Regions from separate parts of the Sus scrofa genome. Here region 2 is linked to region 1. A link is a contact called in public Hi-C data. All regions are on one chromosome and are shown on one strand. The core of a region is the stretch at or near the end of the contact, and the rest is flanking DNA. Distances in the headings are between cores, read along the strand shown. Region 1 holds the start of C1QTNF6 (C1q and TNF related 6). Region 2 holds the start of TST (thiosulfate sulfurtransferase).

Region 1 (3,944 bases), core at 464-2,963:
GTTATCGCAGGATCAGAAACTCAGCTTTTGAAACCAGACTGGTTTTTACACTTCTGGCATTTTTCTTTGTTTATTTCCTTTCTGTTCTCCTTTAACATTTAGTACAATTCAAAAATATTTTTTTGTGGTTAATATGTGTAGAGAAGGTAAAATGAAGATTTTTTTTTTTTTAAATACCATTCTATCCTAACCTGAGCACTGTAGTAAGAGCTGGGTTTTAAAGGGGCAGGAGCCCTCCCCTCAACACCCCCCTCCCCCCTCCCTGGGGCTGGGAAGTGGCAAGATGGGGAGGGGTGGGTGGGTAGGGAGTCTCCGGAGCCACCACCCCTCTCCTGGAGGTGACACTTCCCAAGCTCCCCTCTGCCCCTGCCTCTGCTACCCCACCCCCATCTGGCTTTCTGATTCTGCTCCACAAGCCAGGTCCAATCCTGCTGGAGATGATCGCCCTTATCTTTTATTTGTAAATTACACATCCCAATGGTTTGTGTGATGCTTTGTTTGTTTGTTTGTTTTAGCACCCATGGCCGAGCACGTGGAGCTTCCCAGACCAGGGGTCGAATCAGAGCTGTAGCCACTAGCCTATACCACAGCCACAGGAACGCCAGATCCGAGACTCATCTGTGACCTACACCCCAGCTCACGGCCATGCCAGATCCTTAACCCGCGGAGCAAGACCAGGGATCGAACCTGGGTCCTCAAGGATACGTGTCAGATTCATTTCCGCTGAGCCATGATGGGAAGTCCCCAAACGGTTTTGAGAAGCGCAAAATCCCCTCTTTTTTTTTTTTTTTTTTTTCTGGCCATAGACATGAACTCATAGGAAAAGGTAAGCCTTGAGAGTCAGATCTGAGATCCCCAGAAGAGTTTACAAGCTGTGTGACCTAGGGCTAGTGGCTTAACCTCTCTGAGCTTCCTGCTCCATGACATTTACAAGGAGGAAACAACTTTCTCTCCCAACCAGGTTGTTTGGGAGGATTTAACTGCGGGGAAAGTGCCTGGCTTGTAAAAGAATCTTAGTAAAAAGTCAGTTCCTTTCTCCACTGCCCACCATGACCTCTTCCCAGGGACATGGGACAGGAAGAGGGGAATTTCTCCCACAGGACTGGCATGGTTTGGGGACATTTTTGTTGGCCCAGCCAGCTGGGGACTCAAAAGATCTGTGACACAGAACTGTGACCTGGGGTGGGGGAAGGGGGAGAGGCAGGAAGCAGGAAGCAAAGTAGCCTTTAACAAAAGTAGCAATAACCACAATCAGTCATTGATTGGCTCCGGTCCAGTCCTCCAGTCCGGGTCCCGGGATGCTGGCAGGCTGGGATCAAGTGTGATGGGACCATGCCAAGGTGGCGGGGGCCGGGGGGGAGGATTTGGGGGTCTCCCTCTTTGCAGTCTTGCTGAGCTGAGTGGGTGCATGTCCAGGCTGCGGTGGGCACAAGCCGGGTACCGCAGAGGGCAGCCCTGTCTCCGGTCACAGGAGGGAATGGGGTGGGGAGAGCCTAGCAGGGGCTGGCAGGGGTCAGAGAGAGAAAGCAGTGCCGCTAAGGATGTGTGTCCAGGAAGAGAGGAGAAAAGAGAGGAATTCCAGGCTCTGACCCCAAACCCCTCGGCCCTGCTGGAGGAAGCGCAGGCCCTCCCATCACTCACCCAGTGTCCTGCAGCCTTGAACTGCAGCTCATGGACCGCGGGCTTCTGGGCGGCCTCTGGTTCCTTGGTCCATGTCTGCGATAATAACTTGTTGCTGGCGCAGACCCCCAGGGCCGGCCGGCTGGCTGGCTGGCTGGCCGAGGAGGGAGGGAGGCAGAGCGGAGGGAGGCAGGGCGGGTGGGCGGGCGGGCGGAGGGAGCGGGCTGAGCTGGCTTTTCCCACCTCCCTCCTCCCTGCTCCCTCCCCTCCAGCCTCTGGGTTCTGCAGAGATAAAGGGAGCCCTGGATTTCCTTTGCTTAACCCTGCGGCAGTCCAAGAGGTTCTTGTTGAATTCAGAGACCCAGTGAGGTCCCAGCAGGAAGGGGTGTAAGGCCCCCCCCCGCTGTGCAGAGCTGGGAAATCTGAGGAAATTGAGACCGGGGTAGGGGAAGAGCAGGAGCCCCAAAAGTTGCTCAGGAAGGAGGAGCAGTGCTGGAAACCCAATGCTGGATGCTGCGGGGCTCCGGCCTTAGCTGAAGAGCTCATCAGTTCTGAGTCACCGAGGCAGGAGGCCCCGCGGAGAGGGCACGGGCACCAACCCAGTGGCCTCAGCTTGGAATCCTGGCACTGGCCCCACGGGCCAGTCCCTCCCCTGCCCGCAGCCCCTAGGCGTCTGTAAAACTCCACTCCCAGCCCCATCCACACCAGTCTCCAGGGAGGGTTTGCTGAATACATGTTCACTGAGTGTGGGTATCACCTCCTCGGGTATCTGGGGAGGGTGGCAGCCAGGTCAATCCCCCTACCCCCTATGGACACAAATGTCCTCCTCCTCTGCCTGGAATGTTGCCGTGATTGTCCATCTTCCTGGTTTTCCAGAGCCAATCTCCCTTGGAAATGCCACCCTGAGAAGTTCACAGGAGGGCAGCCTGTACAGAAAGCCCCTGGGCCCCAGGAGAGGTCCTGCCTCAGCTTCTTTAGGCTGCAGGTAATTTAGCAAAGGCTGCAGCCCTGGTTCCCTGGGGTCAGAGACCCCTGTGCAAAGACTGTCCCAAACGCCCCTCACCCTCCAGCCCCCTCTCATTCTATATTTGCTGAGCTCCCTGCCCGGGCCAGCCTTCATCTTTGCAGGGGCTTTCGGGACCCCCGAGGGTACTGATATCCAGCATTTCTACTCTTCTAACCCCAGCCTCGGGGGTAAGGGAGCTAGTGGCGGGAGCTGATGTGACCTGCCCAGGGTCACACAGTTAGGGAAGAGGCACCACAATCCTGTTCCATGTTCTCTGTCCCACTGGAGTTCCCATGATGGCACAGCTGGGCACAGCTGTGGGCAAAGGTTACAGTTGGGGGTCTGTCCCCTGGGCAGAGGGAAGTGGTGACATTCTCACCTTTGGGGGCCACAGGAGTACAGCTAACTGAGCAGGGCCCTGTGGGGCTCCTGGATACAACAGCCTTTCTGGGTCCCCCATTTTTTGTTTTTAGGAAATGGGCCTCCTTCAGCCTCTGTGACCTTCCCTGAGGGCCAAGGGGCAGGTTCAGACAGCTGCTGAGCAGGGAAGGAAGGGGTGCAGAGACAGGGGAGGGTCCTGGGTCCCTCTCAAGGGCTGCACATAATGATGTAGGCATCGCATACACCTAAAAGTTATCTTCCTTATGCTTCTTTTAAAAATGAATACTTTATTCTTTATTTATTCATTTATTCATTTTTGGTCTTTTTAGGGCCACACCCACAGCATATGGAAGTTCCCAGGCTAGGGGTTGAATTGGAGATGCAGCTGCTGTGCTACACCACAGCCACAGCAATGCTGGATCCTTAACCCACTGAGCGAAGCCAGGGATTGAACCTGCGATACTAGTTGGGTTCGTTACCACTGAGCCACGATGGGAACTCTCTAGAAATAAATACCTTAAAATGGAACAGCTTAGGAGTTCCCACCGTGGGGCAGCGGAAACGAATCTGACTAGGAACCATGAGGTTGCGGGTTCGATCCCTGGCCTCGCTGAGAGGGTTAAGGATCCAGTATTGCTGTGAGCTGTGGTGTGGGTTGCAGATATGTCTCAGATCCCGCATTGTGGCTGTGGCATCAGCCGGCAGCTGTAGCTCTGATTCAGCCCCTAGCCTGGGAACCTCCATATGCTGCAGGTGCAGCCCTAAAAAGCAAAACGGAAACAAACAAAATTGAACACCTTAGAGTCCTTCCCTGGGCTTCTCCCTGGCTGAATTGCACCCTAAACACAATCACCCATAAGCTGAAGATTAGGCACCCCAAGCACAATTGCCTGTGAGTTAACAATTATTAGCACATGAAGTTTTTCAGGAACTTCCC
Region 2 (3,944 bases), core at 900-3,399, 150 kb before region 1:
CCTCCAGGCATTGCTCCCCAGGGACCATTCTCCCACGGGGACACCTACCTACTGCATCTGGCTCCGGCTCCGTGCCCAGGTACCGCCCTTGAGCCCGAGAATCCACCAGCTGGAACCTCTTTGATTCGAGGTTCTCCAGCACCTGCTCGTAGGTCTTGAGCAGGGACCGGTCCAGTGTGGCTTTGAAGATGGCTGGCTCTGGGTGTGAGGGCTCAGATGTCACTGGGTGGCCCTCCTTCAGCCAGTTTCGGAAGCCACCATTGAGCACTGACACGGTGCGGTGGCCAAACACCCGGAACATCCACCACACCCGCGGCGCATAGAAGCTGCCCAGGTTATCACCATCATACACCACCACGTGCGTGTTGTTGCTGATGCCCAGGCGGCCCACGTAGTCAGCGAAGCCCGCCTCGGTGGGCAGCATCATCTCGTAGGGTGACTCTCTGTTCCGGCACTCCTCTATGTCAAAGAAGGACGCGCCGGGCACATGGCGCTCTAGGTATTCCTTGCGAGCATCGCGGGTGCCCGGCGAGTACCAGGAGGCGTCCAGCACTCGCAGGCTTGGCCCCAGCTTGCCAGTCCGGACAGACTCCGCCAGCCACTTGGTGGAGACCAGCGCCCGGTAGAGCACCTGCTGAACCATGGTTTCAGCTCTGCGTGTCACCTGGCGCGGGTGGGAATCAGGAAAGAGACCGGTATGAGGACCGTGGGAGCAGTGGGGTAGGGCCTGGGAGGATGAGCTTTGCCCCGCTGCACTCCCCCGGGGTGTCGTGTTTACAGCAAGCCGGCAGGGCTGCTGGCGTGCGGTGGGGTTAGGGTTGTAGGTTCCCTAAGGAAAGCCTGTTTCCGCGTCTCCTTGCGCCCCCTCCCGCGCAGAAAGAGGTGGGGCGAGAGCTTCTAAGGGAGGGTGTCTGGCCCTACAAGCTGCAATCCTCGCCCTCAAGATCTTGTTTGAAGGTGCCCAGGTTGACGGGAGAAGGCATCCTGGGCTTAAAGCCCCCTTCCTGGGACTGCAGGAGAGTGGCTGCATGGGGACGGTTCGCTGGAGCCCTGCACGCACCCGCGCCTCGCGTCTAGCAAACCTTCCTGCGGCCTCTCAGCAACATGGGCTCGCCCGCCTCCCGAACGCCCCAGTCCAGCCCGGCCCGGTGCCCTCTGCCCCGGTTGGGGCCAGGGTGCTTGGGGCAGACCGCCCCACTCTCCCCACCGGGACCCTCCCCTGGGTGGCAGGTGGTCCGGCCGGCGGCCCAACTCCGGGCGGCCCGGGCGTCTGCTGCCGCCCCACCCCGCCGCACTCACTCGCCCTCGCCGCCGCCCTGGCGCTCGCCCCTGCCCGCTGGAGAAGTTGGCAGGTTCAAACCCGGAGCCCTCAACTCCCCGGCCGGCCCACTCCATTGCGCCTCCACGCAGGGGGGATCGTGCGCCCCTCGCCCAGCTCCGCGCTCCCGCCGCGGCGCCGCGTCCGTCCCCCGGCCACCCGCCCGGCTCGCAGCGCCTCTTAGATGCTCCAGGATCCGCCGCGGGCGGTGGGCGGCGCGGAAGGGGCGTGGGGCAGGGCTCGGCGGCTCGGGCCTCCCCCGCTCCCGCCTGGCCAGTGGAAGGCGCCGGCAGCCCGGGCTCCGAGTGGCCGCAGCAGTGGGCTGTGCCGTTGTCTCCTCCCTTTGGCCGGCAGCAGGTTGGTGACGGGAGGAGGGGACAGCTGCGGGCGCGGGGAGGGGGCGCTCTGCGCCGGGCAATGGCCGAGCCCGGAAGCCAGGATCCCGAGATTCGGGTGACTGCGGGGGCGGCGTGGCGCTTGCCTTTCTTTAGAGGGAGCTCGATCGTCCGGATGCTCAGCCTGGGACGTCCCCCCGCCGCCCCGGGGCCAGAGCAGAGCTGGGGGCTGCAGCCTAGCAGGGAAGGCGCGGCCCTGGCTTCACCCTCAGGATGGCTGTCCGCAGCAGCTGGGGGAGGCCGGCAGAATGGGGTCGGGCTGAGTGGCCGCGGGAGGGGGACCTGTGGAGGATGGTGTCACCTGGTGCCACCAGAGAGGGTAGGAGGGAGGGAGTAGGGCTCATAAAGCCGGAGAAGCCTGGGAGAGGAGGCCAGCTGACCCAGAGGCTCCGGGGAGGACAAACTGGCAAAGAACTTGCTGGAGCGAAAGGAAACTAACATTTGTCAAGGCCTGCTTGGTGAGGAACTCCGCAGGGTGCTCCTCCCCCGGGTGTCACTTCCCACAACAACCCTGCGGGTGTCACTTCCCACAACAGCCCTGCGGAGTAGGTCAGAAACTTAATTTAAACACCAAAGAGAGAGAACCAGCGGGTTGCCCAGGGGCACACGAGGTGAGGCGGAGACCAGGCTATCGTTAATCTTGGATCTTAAGCTCAGGAGGCTAGGGCTGCTTTTTTTTTTTTTTTTTTTTTTTTTTTTTTGTCTTTTTGCCATTTCTTGGGGCGCTCCCGTGGCATATGGAGGTTCTCAGGCTAGGGGTCCAATCGAAGCTATAGCCACCGGTCTACGCCAGAGCCACAGCAACGCCAGATCTTTAACCCACTGAGCGAGGCCAGGGATCGAACCCGCAACCTCATGGTTTCTAGTCGGATTCGTTAACCACAGAGCCACGACGGAACTCCTAGGGCTGCTTTTGTGTATCTTGCTCATCCCGGAAGCCTTATGCTTAAAACAAACAAACAAACAAACAAACAGAACACAAAAAAACAAAAAACCTGCATTTGTATTCAATCTTTACGTAAATTAATGTTTTTAGCATGGGTGTGTTAACTGCTGGAACACCACTGCCCCTGACTTTTTTTCTTTCTTTCTTTTTCTTTTTTTTTTTTTTGGTTTCTTAGCCAAAAAGCAGCATATGGAAGTTCCCAGGCTAGGGGTCTAATTGGAGCTGTGATTTGACCTATGCCACAGCCACAGCAACTCAAGATCCGAGCAGAAGCTGCGACCTACACCACAGCGCATGGCAATGCCAGATCCTTAACCCGCTGATCAAGGCCAGGGGTGGAACCTGCAGCCTCAAGGATACTTGTCAGGTTCCTTAAGGCTGAGCCACAAAGGGAATTCCTGCCCCTGACTTTTGCATATGCTGTTACATGTGCCTGGAATACTTTTCTCATCTCCCTTTTATTTTCTTTCTTTTTTTTTTTCAGCCTTCTGGTGGCATATGAAGTTCCCCTGGCCAGGGATCAGATCCAAGCCACAGTTGCAACCTAAGCTGCAGCTGTGGCCCCAGCGGATCCCTAACCCACTGTGCTGGCCTGGGGATGGAACCTGCCTCCTAGCACTCCCAAGACACCACCGATTCCATTGTGCCACAGTGGGAACTCCTCTCATCCCCCTTTGAAACATTCTTTTCATTCTGAGGCAATTATATTCTCACCAAAAGTGGCAAAAATTGGTCCTTCGCCAGGTCATCCTCTGAGCTTTGTGCTTTGCAGTTGGGGGAGAGAGTGTGCTGGGGAGGCCCTTGGAGAAGGGCCGGTCTGACTGGAGCCCTGTTCTTCCTGGGCCCACCCCAGACAGCAGGCCGGGGCTCACACTTCCTCTAGTATAGTTTGTATACACTCCGAAGATGGGTCTGGGGCTGTCCCGTTTGTCTTGGCGTCCTTAACCCCCGCGAGCAGTCCCACCTACAGCCGTCCAGGCCTGCCAAGCACACTGGGACCTGGTCCCCGCCCTTCAGTGACACACACAGCCTGCTCTCCCAGACCCGCCTCTGCCTCCCACAGTCCTTTATGAGAACTGCCAGTCCAGCGGGGCAGGTGAGGCAGGGTGACCTCAGGCCTCTGCAGTCCCCGCCAAGCCTGAAATGCTAAGCTTCTAGACAGGCCTGCCCTTGCACAACTTTTAAGCAGGGGAGTGGGGTTTGTACTGACTTTGGAGGGGTTCTGACTTCCAAATCAGGCTTCTTTCCACTCTAAATTCATCCTTGGGAGCAAAAGTCAAGGAGC

Evidence for each region. A called contact is a pair of places that touch in the nucleus more often than the background predicts.
Region 2: a Hi-C map of liver shows a contact between it and region 1, with 4 times the contacts expected there. The contact joins the promoter of TST here to the promoter of C1QTNF6 in region 1. A contact is called at or near these places in 1 of 5 promoter capture datasets (liver) and 5 of 47 Hi-C or Micro-C datasets (heart right ventricle, liver and skeletal muscle).

The regions. Positions count from the first base shown.
Region 1 is chr5:10,599,638-10,603,581 of Sscrofa11.1, reverse strand. It overlaps C1QTNF6 (C1q and TNF related 6), which reads right to left and starts at 1,713. Exons shown (of 3, transcript NM_001142830.1): 1 at 1,642-1,713.
Region 2 is chr5:10,747,469-10,751,412 of Sscrofa11.1, reverse strand. It overlaps TST (thiosulfate sulfurtransferase), which reads right to left and starts at 2,149. Exons shown (of 3, transcript XM_005663810.2): 1 at 1,800-2,149; 2 at 49-664. The coding sequence starts at 643. It overlaps MPST (3-mercaptopyruvate sulfurtransferase), which reads left to right and starts at 1,587. Exons shown (of 3, transcript XM_021091532.1): 1 at 1,587-1,675; 2 at 3,144-3,944. It overlaps MIR9819 (microRNA 9819), which reads left to right and starts at 1,803; the gene lies at 1,803-1,900.